Linked DNA regions of Hermetia illucens: region 2 is linked to region 1. Evidence: chromatin contacts called from public Hi-C data. All regions are on one chromosome and are shown on one strand. The core of a region is the stretch at or near the end of the contact, and the rest is flanking DNA. Distances in the headings are between cores, read along the strand shown.

The links. A called contact is a pair of places that touch in the nucleus more often than the background predicts.
Region 2: a contact with region 1 is called in a Hi-C map of an unstated tissue, with 6 times the contacts expected there. The contact joins the promoter of LOC119654343 here to the promoter of LOC119656238 in region 1. A contact is called at or near these places in 2 of 2 Hi-C or Micro-C datasets (an unstated tissue and whole body).

The regions. Positions count from the first base shown.
Region 1 is chr4:65,966,247-65,972,683 of iHerIll2.2.curated.20191125, forward strand. It overlaps LOC119656238, which reads right to left and starts at 2,747. Exons shown (of 2, transcript XM_038062656.1): 1 at 2,416-2,747; 2 at 1,764-2,358. The coding sequence starts at 2,611. The coding sequence ends at 1,835.
Region 2 is chr4:66,276,368-66,283,380 of iHerIll2.2.curated.20191125, forward strand. LOC119654343 (integrator complex subunit 2) reads left to right here and starts at 5,416. Exons shown (of 3, transcript XM_038059683.1): 1 at 5,416-6,330; 2 at 6,384-6,628. The coding sequence starts at 5,488. It overlaps LOC119654344 (a long non-coding RNA gene), which reads right to left and starts at 4,706. Exons shown (of 3, transcript XR_005249812.1): 1 at 4,621-4,706; 2 at 4,260-4,565; 3 at 3,611-4,175.

The DNA of each region.
Region 1 (6,437 bases), core at 1,497-3,996:
CTTAACTGTAAAAAGTCAACAGGCCCAGATGGAATTACGAATTTCGTCTTCAAAAATCTTCCAGTAGCCTCCATTAAGTTTTTGCTTGCGGTTTTTAATAACCGCATTAACAATGGCTACTTCCCATCCACCTGGAAAATAGCCAAAATTATAGCCATTCGGAAAGGAGGCGTCTCCTGTGAACCTGGTAACTTCAGACCCGTTTCACTCCTAACTAACCTGGGAAAGCTTTTTGAGAGAGTATGGACCGTAGGGCTTGTCTAACACTGCAATCTTAATAACATTATTTCAGACCATCAGTTCGGTTTCCACGCTAAACACGGAACACAGTACGCCCTGAGCTACCTCCACGGTACTGTAGCCAGCAGACTTAATGTCAATAACAAACCCATGGTAGCTTGCGCTTTGGATTTAGAAAAGGCCTTTGATTCCGCCTGGATAAACGGGCTATCTATAAACTGATCAAATACGAATTCCCAATCCCGACGATCAGACTTGCCATCAGTTTCTTCGAGGATAGACATTTTTACGTCAGTGTCGGGAATGAGATTTCCGATCTCTTGCCGGTTATTTCTGGGGTACCGCAGGGATCCATTTCTTATCCTACTTTATACAAAATTTTCACTGCTGATGTCCCCTCCCCTGAGGTCGGTACAGAACTTATGCAGTATGCCGACGACACATTCGTCTACTCCTCTAATTTTCACCCAGACAAGGCAGTTAGCGATATAGAGGATTACTCGGTTAACCTCTGCTACTACTACCGGAGCTGGGGTATTAAAATTAACTCAACCAAGACACAAGTCTGCATCTTCAGGAGGAAATCTAGATACTTGGGATCTAGATCCATCCACAGGAAGGCTAAACGCCTGAAACTGGAAATCGGGAATACAATAGTACGAGGGTCAAAATCGATCCAATATCTAGGAATCAATTTCAACGAATTCCTAAGATTTAACGATCATGTTAAACTCGCCATTGGCAAAGCAAATGGTGCATTGCGCAAGATCTATGTACTTTCTTCTTCGCAAAAAGTGGGTCTAAGCATCAAAACTAAGCTGATCCTATATAAGACTCTCATCAGGCCCATCATATGCTACGGAGCCCCTTCGTGAACCAATTGCTCTTCGAAAACCATGGATAAATGCATGTCTTTCGAACGCCGTGTAGTAAGACATTGCACTGGATTGTCTTACAATTGGAAGACTAAGAAGTGCGGCAGAAACGCCATAGTATACCGCCGAGCAAAATAGACCCCATTAGAGAATATATTCTCAACATTACGGAGCGGTTTTTCAATAAACTTGAAAACCATCCAAACCCAAAAATTAGAAGACTGCATGAGCAGGGCAAAACAATCCCACTAGCGACTTTCCTTAGGCCGTGCCAGATACTGGACCCTGGCCTGTCCCTGTCCCTCTTCGAAACACCTTGCCTGGTAGAGTGCAAAGCGGCTAAGCACTATATGAATATTAAGTGCTATTGTATATAGTAGAATTAAGTATTTATGTAAGTAGAAATAAGTAGTAGTAATAAGATAGATGTAAGTAAAACAAAACCTTCTCGCGTCATTAGTGCGGACGCAGTTTTGGAAATAAGTAATGTTTTAATTAAATACAAAAAGGAAGGTTGTAAATTACAGATTGTTTTTACAGTGCAGTGACAAAAGCCTAAAAAAAATTGACGACTTAATAAGCTAGACAGTAACTTGAAAGCTTCTCAATTTTTTGGATTAAATCCACTACCGAAAATGCAAGCCCACATTGGCACTGAAGGACAAATTTTTCTTTATTTTGACATTTTATTAGATAATATTTATAATGTTACATTTTCTCTATTTATACACTCTGCTCATTCCCTTTGTCGCAAATTTTGTAAATTCATTTTCAGGCTCAACAAATTCAAGAACACCCGCTTTTCCCGCTCTGTAACGGTACAGCTTACCTTTGCCCGACGGCTTTGCCCAGTGCCTCACCTCCTTTTGCGATTGGACAAATTCATAATCAATAGAAACTGAACGGATTTTAGAGAACCTGTTTGGGGAATTAGTTCTCATATGCCTCCTTTCAATTCTAAAACGCGGTGAGACCGAGGGCAGGTATTCCCAGGGTGAACAAACAGCTTTCAGAGCAGCTGTCGAGTTGCAGAATAACTTTATGAGACTCTCTTCTTTTTTAAATGTCGCTGCTTGAGGTGATAAATTAACAGTGTTAGTGAGAACATATTTTTGCTCGATAAGACCAGAAAGCTTTTTTCCAAGGAACTGTTTCATTGCCGAAGGAACTTGTAAATCAGTCGAACTTTCCTCAAGTCGTGCGGTCAGGCCGCTTCGCGACCTATACAGAGCCCTTTCTTGAACTAATTACAAACAGTAAGTAAACATAGCCAAATATGTAAAGGAGAAATCGTGATTACCATTTTCCGACATATCTTTAAACATTTCATTGTTAAGTAACTTTGTATCAATAGCCTCCATGATAATTTCCATATTGTCGTCACTAGAGTCAACGAAGCGGGGATCATCCTCGGACACGAACGTTTCCTTGCTCTTACTTTCAACAGGAGTTAAATTAGCCGTTAAGGTCCTGCTGCAATTGAGCGGGCTCCCCATACTGAATTTCAAGTACCTATCAATAACCAAACCCACGGTGAAACACAAGGAAACAACCTTCAAGCAAAGTTAAAGTGAATGAACGATCTTCGGAAGTGTCAAATATATTGTATGTAATATCCGCGTTCCATTTAACGCTCGACCTGTTCCCCACGGTTGTCACACTTAAGCCGAAAATACAATAAAGGAAAAGCCGAGCTTTTGTTTCAAATGGGCAATGCTGAGAAGCCTCGCAAAGCGTACCATTTCATGTTTGCGTCTAACCGCGTGCGTTGTCAGTTTTTGATCGCCTTACCATTGTAAATTAAAAAAATCGCGACGAAATGTCAAATCAGCTGAGGAACCAATGGAATATTTCATTAAATTACACTGCATACAATATATACAATTACATAAAATATTTCCTAAAAGATTTCCTCCTCAAAATTCCGTTTTCACAGCGTAACCCTCACAAGCCTAAGCGAACGACATTCACGGCGCTCGTCGTCAACGACTCCCTGAGCCTCGGGAGAGCCATATCGTACGTTAATATACAATAAGTCCGACGCCCGATACGTCCCGCAGAAAAGTTTGGCAAATTCAGCTTTTGAGATGCGAGACGGATGACAATTTGTTGACACTTGAAGTTATGCAATTTGGTGGCGCTTTTCGTTTTCGACAGTTTATTTTGAATGTAATTAATTGGAACGAATTCATTTCCAAAATGCGGAAGGCACTATTTGAGATACAGTATTGAAACCTTGAAGTGTGTTAGAGCACTTCTTTCAAGACCGTAACGGTACACTACAGGATTACCGTACCCTGTAGGAGGCAATGTGGCCCATATTGCGCTCGCCCGATATTATTACCCTGATTTGGCTCAGGTACTCATTCTCTGCTGAATCGGCTGGTATCCGACATCAAACCACGATACTAATTTCACTACAACCAGTGAGATTTGAACCACGATCTTCCGTAAGACAGCGTAACTCTGAGTTATGAGTGCTAATAATAATTAGCATTAATAAATGTCACTTCCATTAGCTCCCTTGCTTCCATTCATAAAAAATGAATTTAAGCCAAAGGTATGTGCACTCTTAGTGGCATTTAATTGAAAGTGAAACGTGAAATATAGGAAGATGCATACCCTAATTGCATAAATTTGAATATTATGTGCAATCCTGTGATTTTGTCCGGGAACAACCGACTTGCGTTCAAACTTCATGTTATAAAAATCATACAATTAAATGCCGCTAAGAGTGCGCATTCCTCCGGCTTAATTTTCATTTTTTATTAATCAACTTTTTGTTCACTTCTAATTTTAACTTTATCAAGATCTTTCATCATAAATACATAATAATAAGTAGAAATACCATAAATATAATCTGTCTTTCACAAACAAACGGTGTTCGCAAATCAATTTATCACCTTCTTCTTTTTCTAGAGCCTTTCTCCCGTTCACAAGCGAGGTCGGCTCGTCATGATCGGTTTCGCCATTTGGTTCTATTCTGATTTGGATGCAATCGCGAAGCTTTCAAATTCCCATCGAACGTACCAAGCCACCGTTGTTTCTCCTGGCCTTTTGGCCGTTTACCATCGACTTTGGTGTTCAGACCAATGCTGGCGAGTGAATTCTCATTGACGCGAATTACGTACTACTACATATCATCGAAGACGCCTCTCTCGCAGTTTTCCCATGATCGGTGCAATATCGATCGCGGATATCCTCATTTCAGATGTGATCAAAATGGGTCATGCCACTACTCCAAAGCAATATATTCGTCTCCATTACCGCAAAACGCCGTTCATTGTCTTTTATAGTTCGCCAGCACTCAGAATCATAGAGAACGACAGGACGATCATCATGTTAATCACAAAGAACACCAGCTGTGGAACGCAACTTCATCCAGCTTGTGTTAATGCGTGAAGCAATTTCATAACGCAGTTCTCCATTGGTTGATAGTGTTGACCCGATATATTCAAATCGCTCAGTTCTTGGCAGGTCACAGTCGCTGACAGTGACAGGCTGTTTCATGAGGATCGGTCGTCAAAAACTAAGTTTTATTCAGATTCAATCTGAGACCGATAAGGTGATCATTCCATTTTTGGACGAGATCATTTTTGCTATAAGACGCCAGGAAAACATTAAAACATGCATAAAGCAGTGTATAGGGCACTGGACGTTGGATGTCCCGTATGTCGTTGTCGATAACAAGAGCAAAGAGGAGGGATGAGATGACGCACCAACGGAGACACGAAGCGATTTTGATATACCCGCCACACTTCAAACTTTACTTTTCGGATCGGAGCGTTCGAGTTCTTCAAGCATTAAGTGGTGTCGTAAAGCATATCAGATGAGTTCGTGTGATACACGGTCAAGCGCTGTCTTCAAATCCAGATATGCAATGTAAAGAGAGCGATGCTTTTCACTATGTCCATGAGTAACCGCGCCGCGTGTATTGCGTCGGAAGTTTCACAGTTCTTGATAAATCCGGCTTGGTTCACGGTTATTTGAACGATTACGCGAATACGGTTGTCAAGAACACTTCTAAAATTCTTCGGGGTATGCGAAAGTAACCGGATGAGGCGGTAATTTGAACATTCTGCTAGACCACCTTTCTTTTCCCATATAGGAAATGTGGTCCTTTCTTGTTAGTCAGGTGGGTGTTCTCCCTTCCTGAATAACCCGATTCAAGAATTCACCAAGCCACAGTGTTGGGTCCTAGCTCTTCGCTTTCGAGAGCCCAGACGCGATGTCGTCAGGTCCTCTGGCTTTCCCCGATTTCATTCCTTTATTGCTTCCTAGACTTCAGTTGCGATGACATGAAAGTCCTGGGGGATTTAACGTGAGTACCTGCCGTAAAGGCATAATCCCACGGTCCTCTTCGGACACGGATTGATTTTGGGACCACGATCAGAGCCCCGCCATACAAGCACAGCGGTCCTGGTTTATACTGAGTGCAGGCTCAGCATTCATACTAGTGGATGCGAGGCCTATCTAACACCTCTGCCGCAACTAAGGAGTACGACACCCGAGTTGTACAGCGCAATTCCACGCTCGAACTCCGAGGAGCTCTGCCCACGATGTAGGCATAACCACAACCAGCATGAAACTCCCACTAGGGGCCCAGCTGCAAATAACCGGGCCGAAAACACATCTCCAGAAATTGTCTTGGAGCATATGCTCTCAGAGAACCATCCCGGTTCCCATAGTACCAGATAACCTCCGGTGAGGCTTCGTAGCAGAGCCATTTCAGATGAGTCCCTTGCAGACTCGGGTCTGACCACCTTCCTCGAGTACGTGGGGACCGAATCAGCTGCGATGACAGTTAAGCCCTTTGGTGTTTAACGTAGGTACCTGTCGTGGAGACTTAATCCTACGGTCCTCTTCAGACACGGATTGATTTTGTGACCACAATCAGAGCCCCGCTGAGACAAGCAACAACGATACCAGTCTATACCAAGTGCATGGCTTAGCATTCATACTGGTGGATGCAAGAATTACCTAAACCTCCACCGAACTAAGGAGTACGGCACCCGTGTTGAAACGCAACACCACGCCGAGGCCCGAAGGTGTCTTCTCGCTTGAGCACAACCACAACCCCCATGAAACTCCCACTAGGGAGCCAACCGCAAACAACCGAGCTGTACTCACATACAACGGGAGTTCACCCTAAGTATGAAAGTCCAGGGGCTATCCCGGTTCCCATGGTACCAGTATACCCCTGGCAAGGTTTCGTGACCAATTTGTCACTTCAGATGAGTCCCCGTGCAGACTCGAGTCTGATCGCCCTAATTAGGCCTTTGGAGCACTCGCCTACTGCATCACGGCCGGCAAACCAAAGTA
Region 2 (7,013 bases), core at 4,166-6,665, 310 kb after region 1:
CTCAATAGGTTACGGTGGGCAGGTCACTTAATCCGTATGGATGAGGATGATCCCACCCGGAAAGTCTATAAGGGCAATATCTATGGTAGAAAAAGAAGACGAGGCATACCCTGCCTGAGATGGGGCGATTGCGTAGGTCAGAACGCCAGACAGCTTTTAGGGATATCGAATTGGTGGACCTCGGCGCAAAACCGGAGTCTGGAGTGTCTGGAGTTCCTTAATAAGGCAGGCCTAGACCGGATACCGGTTGTTGCGGCGTTGATGATGATGAAAAGAATACAAGTTCTTAAATTGGCCGCTATGGTCGGGCGTACGTGCACCTCGTGCACTTTGTCGGCCGCAGCTGCCAGTGCCTCCAAGGAACCTGAGACACACGCGAGGACCGCTTGGATGCCTTCCGGGAGCCGACACAGCCAAAGGGACTTCATCAACTTGTCGTTGATCTTACTCCCACCCAATTCCTTCATTTCGCGCAGCAGTTGGCTGGGAGTCCGATCTTCCAACGTTAGGCCTGGCAGCAAGTGATCCAGTTTCGCTGACTCACTTACTGACAGGCACCTGATTAATTCGGTCTTGAGCAGTGAATATGAAGCCGATGTCACTACGTCAGACATCAGCACGATGGACTCCTCGTCCAGGCCGACCACCGCGTGATTAAAACGGGTCGCGTCCACTGTGATCCCGAACATCTGGAACGGTGCTTCCAAATGCACGAACCACAGTTCGGGGTTCCGCCGCCAAAGCGGAGGGACGCGCACGGCGAGGGCGGTCACTTGCGGGTCCGATGGACCTGCCGCGTCTTTGCCGTCAACCGAAATTTCAAAAGACTAACTATTACGTGAACTTGTGGGAAGGTAATACTGGCTTAGCCAAATCCCTAAACGACACAAATGACCGGACGAGCGAAAAAGGAAAGCGACACCAACGACGTACCCCAAAGTGGAAAGCTCGCTAAAAGAGCGGAGAGCAAGCGAAAAGATGCCGATGCAAACGCCTCGACGCCGTCTCTTGTGGCGATTTTGTTTTTATTCTTACCACCTTTTTAAAACAAAAAATTTTAATGAAATTATGAATAATAATAACGCGGCGCTGTGTGTTTTGTTGATGGTTGTGGCGGCGGCTACGGCGGTGACGCTGGTCTTGACGGCGGCGGCTTCGAACCCTGCGGCGATGGTTGTTTCCGATAGTACCACAGGTTTTGTGATTGGAACTGAATTACATTCTGATGTAGTGACCGTACATGTTTTTTTGACGTTAGAACGGAAATATGGGTCGTTTTCGAAAGAGGCGTCATAAATTTGGTTAATTATATCCAATGACAGTGGGGGAAAGTTGGGAATGCTTCTCCCACTTCGGAGTTTCCTTCCAAGATGGAGAAAGTGCACATTTAATACGTTTGCAATGATTCGATCAGCACCGTGCGCGATCACGTCGGGGTCACCAATTTAAGAGCTTGTATTCTTTTCCTTTTGACAAATTTAAGAGCTTCTATTCTTCGAAATAGGTTTCTGACAAATTTAAGAGCTTCTATTCTTCGAAATAGGTTTCTGACATGTTTTTCGTATTTTACGAAGTTCAATACAAAATTTCAAGAAAGTACTCTTATTATAACTCCGAGATATTAGAAATTAAACTGATTTCCGTCTCTAACTATTTTCTTTCTACACGAAACTCTTTTTTCTCACAATGACGGCAAACTATCGTTCTTCTTATTATTATTATTTTTTTATCTGACGTTTCTCGTCACCTACTCTGTTCTTCACTCTTGTAGCGAGGTCTGAACTGAGTGGAGAGTGCCGGTGACGTCATCTGTCCGCTGGTGTTCGCGATATTCGAAATAAATTTCCTGCCGCGCCACAGCTCTGATCGAATTAGCCTATGAACTGCTCTCATTGAAGTACTTTGAAGAAATATATGTAGGGGTTGCGCACTGAGTAATGACTTTGGGCGCACTCGACGTCCCTCTACACCGCGAGGCTCGCTGGAATTCTGTTGAATTTGGTGGCGCCCCTTGGGTCGTGATTATTGGGTAGTCTTTTGTGATTTTAATTTTTCTGCCAATTGTGTTTAAGATAAGTTATTGTGCGCGATAAATGATTGTGGTAGTTATCAAGTTGAAAGAGATATGACACCTTGATCTTCTTTCGTTTTCCGAAGAATGAAACAATTTGCGAAAAGTAGAGAAAATATCGTGAAAAGTATACGAAGATCGGTTTCAAAAACGCTTGCGTGTCCTCAAAATATTCAAACAAGATGGCTAAAGGCCGTTCTCTATACAAATGAAAAATCTCAAAAAAATCACAGTGGTGCATCTTTACGAAATGTAGGCCTCAAAATACATCCGGTTCCGATATCTTCACAAGTAAAGTTAATAATAGTATATTCCCACATTTTAGAAATTTGCCCGCCAATCCCCCTTATGTTCATCCCAGAGTGGCATGGGTGCAATGGATAACATAATGCACAACTTGATCAAGTTTGAAGAAAGTCCAACTATTATTAACAAAGTTATAGGCGGTGAAACTTTACCTTTTTTCGTGAATTTCGTGCATTCTACAACGTGTATGGCGTCATCATCACATATCAATTCATCAATACCATAACGAAGTGAGTTCTTATGAATGGGGTCGAAAAGAATTATTTTGTTTTAGTTCCTTAGTCATTTGTTTATGAATTTAAATTACTCCAAACAGACTTGTGTGTAAGTAGGTATATAGTACATACGCGCTAATGAAGTTTCCGAGTAGTGTCTAATTCAGATAGATATATTTGTACATTAAACGAACCGTATTTAATATACGTATATATATGTACATTTGTATGCTGTAATATGTACGTATGGCTTGTAGTTTGGAAAAATATGAAGGATTACGTTGGATTTGTAGCTATATAGGGATAGAAAAATGTGCGTTGAAGTTTCTTATATAAGATAAACACAAAACCTTTATACTCGAAGCGCGAGCTTCCGGCATTCCGACTTGTTTGTTATTTAATTTGAAGATGAAATTTAAGAAATAAAAAAAGGGTAGACTTTTTTTTCCACAATGGAGGCATGATACTTCAGACACTACCTGGCCTGCATCGTGGCAACAGCGTGACCGAGAAGCAGTGGCCAGGTATTGTTTTTTGCTTATACAGTGCAACTCGATTATAATGGACTTCAGGGGACCGACAAATTTAGTCCAGTATAGCCGAGTGTCCATTATATCCGAATGTATAAAAACCTAAATGAAGTTCTAGTTCTTAGTTGAAAAAGTATATGTAACTTTAGATAAAAAAAAAGAAGAAAATGTGCAAATATGACAATACTAAACTAACCCAAGACGGAGATTTTGGAGAAAATTATATTCGCAGTGCCGAAAATATTTTGAACACAATTTTTAGCACAGAAGTGCACCGAAGTCCAAGGCATTCTAGCCTAATACTAGTATCGGGCCAACCGTCAGAGTGAAGACCTCACTGACTAGATGTGAGCCATAGTCTAGAATCCGGCACCAAACGCAAAGCAAAAAACATCAGATCATATCTACATTTATTAGTAATAATCACATCACGTCATTGTCAGGAAGTAAAGTTTTCGAAAAGTTTCTTAAATAGATTTCGAAAAATTTGCTTTTTTCATTTGAACTGAATGCTTATTTGAAATTTGAATTTCTAGATCGTTTTCAATTTCATTTATCTTCGATACAATATGTGCAAACATGGCCAAACCATATGAATTATCGGAATTCCTTGAAAGGGATGCATCATCGGAATCCGATGGAATAATTGTTATTAAACCGGCGTGAGCGAAACAATTTCGAAAGTTGAAACGTCATGTCATGTTAAGCTTAAGAAATTTTCCCCATCTAATAAAGTATCTTGCATATCTAGTATTCTAAGTAACAATGTCTTTCTATAATTAACTTTGAAGCTATGAAAGACTCTTGATCCATGGTTGCATTGTTGTATTTGGACGCAAAAAAGCCAACTTTATGCTAGAAACCGTAATATCGGGATGACTTGGATAATTATCGATCAGCAATGAAATTTTGCACGTTTGTTTGACTAGTTTTAGATTCCATCTCCTCAGATACTTTTCGAACATAGAAGAAGTCATCCATGCCTTTTTATTAAAATCGTAATCAACTGGGAAGTTCTCAATGTGTTTGAAACATATTGGGTTTGAAATGTTCCTAAAAAGAATTAAAAAATTAAAATTTGTTTCGAAAGCATTGCAAGGAAGGTGCCTATAGCTAGCAACCGGCGGTTTTCAGTACCAATCAGATTTGTGCAAACCATAGCAGTAATGTGATTTTTCGACAGTTTTCCACCAGTAAAAACTTCGTCCCTAAATTTTAACATGGCTCTCTTTTGTTGAAACCATTGAAAGCATGTGGATGTAAGGCTGTCCTCAATTTTGTTGTTGCTAATTTGTGAGTTTAACTCAGTTTTAGGTGTCTTCAATTTGTTTGTTGCTAATTTTTGAGTTTAACTCAGTTTTAGTTTTCTCTCAATTGTTCCAAATTTTGGAGACTGTTGATTTTGGTAAATTTTTCTCTGTGCAAATGTTTCCCTGATTTTCTCTATAGCCGAAATTATTTTCAGTATCGCTTTGATTGTTAAAGCCTTCTTTCTTACCATTTTTTCACTTTTTACAAAACAATCTGATTCACAGCCGAAAGCTAAAGTAAAATCGGAAACGTCGGAAATACCAGGCAAGAAATGAGATTGTCGGAACGTCAGTTAAGATAAAGATATTTCAGATGTCAAAGTGTCGGTAAAAATATGTTTTAAACTAGTCCATTATAGCCGAGTGTTCATAGTAACCGAGTTCATCTTAAGCGAAGATTTTTCATAATTTCAAACAGATTTTTTCGGGATCAAGAAAAGACTCTATTATATACGGAAATCTATCTATCTTAGTATTAACAAATCTGTGGTCATCTTACCAAATTGGAATTTTGAAATCGAATATCTTTGATAATCTCTGAGACTTTTCTACCTATTTTCATAGATATGAATTTTATTCGTAGATAACGATGTTACCTAAAAATCACAATTCATAACTTTCCTTCAGCGATAATAGGTCCATACATACAAGATGTTTATTAAATTTTACCACACATTGTACCGGTTAAAGTGACGTCATCAGTAATTTGATGTTTCGTATTGATATTACCTTGTCTAGGCCAAGTTAAATGAAAATTCGGTACTATGTAGTTCTTGGAGAGACGGAATCATAGAAGAGATGGTAGCTTGAAGGATTCTCAACCCGAAACTTCCCGCTGAGTTCCCTAAAAGCATTTTGAACATGCCGTGACAGTTAAACGCCCGGGTTAAACCCGTTCGATTTGAAACGTGAATCAAAACGCTAAGAAGCAAATGGAACGGCATTCATCACGTTAGTGGTAGTAATCCTTCCGAGCGCCTAGTACTACGGGTGAAGCGAACCTGACGTTGATTGACAATTTGCTTGTGTTTATCACTGACGTTCGCCGTTGAACGATGTATCTCCCGCCGGTAACGAGTCGCGCGTTTATTGCGATGCAGAATTTAGATATTCAAATGCTAGCAACATGCAATCAACATGAAATTCGCCCATTTTTGCCTTCGCTTGTTAGAATGAGCCTACTTTTCCCAATGGAGACAACACGCGGAATGATGGAATGCCGGAAGCAAATACTTGTTCTTCTTGTCGGAATAGAAATAGTAAATAATATCGTTGCACTTTTGCAAGTGGACTATCATGAGTTGGAGGTAGAAGTGAAAAAAGAGCAAATGCTCAGACAAAAAATTGGTGTTACTCAACAGGATAGCGCCCATTTCCATGGATTACAAAATGGAATAGCTTTGGGATTCGAACGTGCGGATACCACTCGCAAAGTGCGAGTTGTACTCTCGGAGTTATTTTACTTGCAGTCACAGATTGCAGAGCAAAATCTACTTGGTCCGCGTGGTTTAAGTGAAAATATTATCAAACAGTCCGAGCTATTCGATAACGAGATTTATCTAGAAGAAATCACCGATATTATCTGCGTCGCGTTGGCAGAACTTCCATCATTGATAACCGTTCAGGAGCTTGTAGACACTCTATTATATGTAAACAATGGTGCAGCAATTATATGTTGGATTGTGGCGAATGCACCAGATACATATAAGGATGTCGTGGCGGCATTAATTTCAACTGGTGATGAAGACACAGCAGAAGGAAAACTCAAATTAACTGCGTTGTATGCATTGAGTGAAATGAACCCTGGTCAGGCGTTGGCTACAAGGTTCTTATGTATGGAGTTGATGCGAATGCCATCACTTATGCTCAAATTGAGTTTAAAAGACCCAAACGACTTGGTAATTTTATTCAGATAAGTTAGAAAAACCTGGAATTTTTTTTTTTTTTTTAGATTGCGTTTGTGTCGGGTTTACTTCTAGGAAATGATTCAAACGTAAGGTCATGGTTTGGAGTTTTCGTGAGGACTAGCCAGAAAAGAAAGGGCGACGCGTTGCAAATGGTTCGTGATGAGCTGCTGAAACAACTTCAGAATTTGGTTGTTTTTTCTCACAATGCAAAACTACCGGAGGATTACACCGTTCAGGCTGCCGCAATTTTACGTTTATATTCGGCGTTGAGGGGGATTGCAGGGATAAAGTAAGTTTACATTTTTCTTAAATTAAATTTATTCTCTTTAGTAAAGTCTCACTATATTCTGGAAATTGACTGCGAAATTTGGCAATGCTATTACGTGATGTATTCGGATTGTTTGCATCGATTATAACACAAGTCGTAAACCAGAATTACACCGGCTTATCATTTACTGGTTTATTCTGTTGGCAAGGTCGCAACAGTTGAAAGTAACACCTTTAAAGGGAAATCATTTAAATTGAAAACACGATAAATCATAGCACGATAATATTGTAGAAAACTGGTATTATGATCTATCAAAAGAAAGTATGTTATTACTTTCCTGTTGCTCCGTATTCTGGAAAACTGTATTGATTAATCTCAGTGCATTTCGATGGTAAAATTATATTAC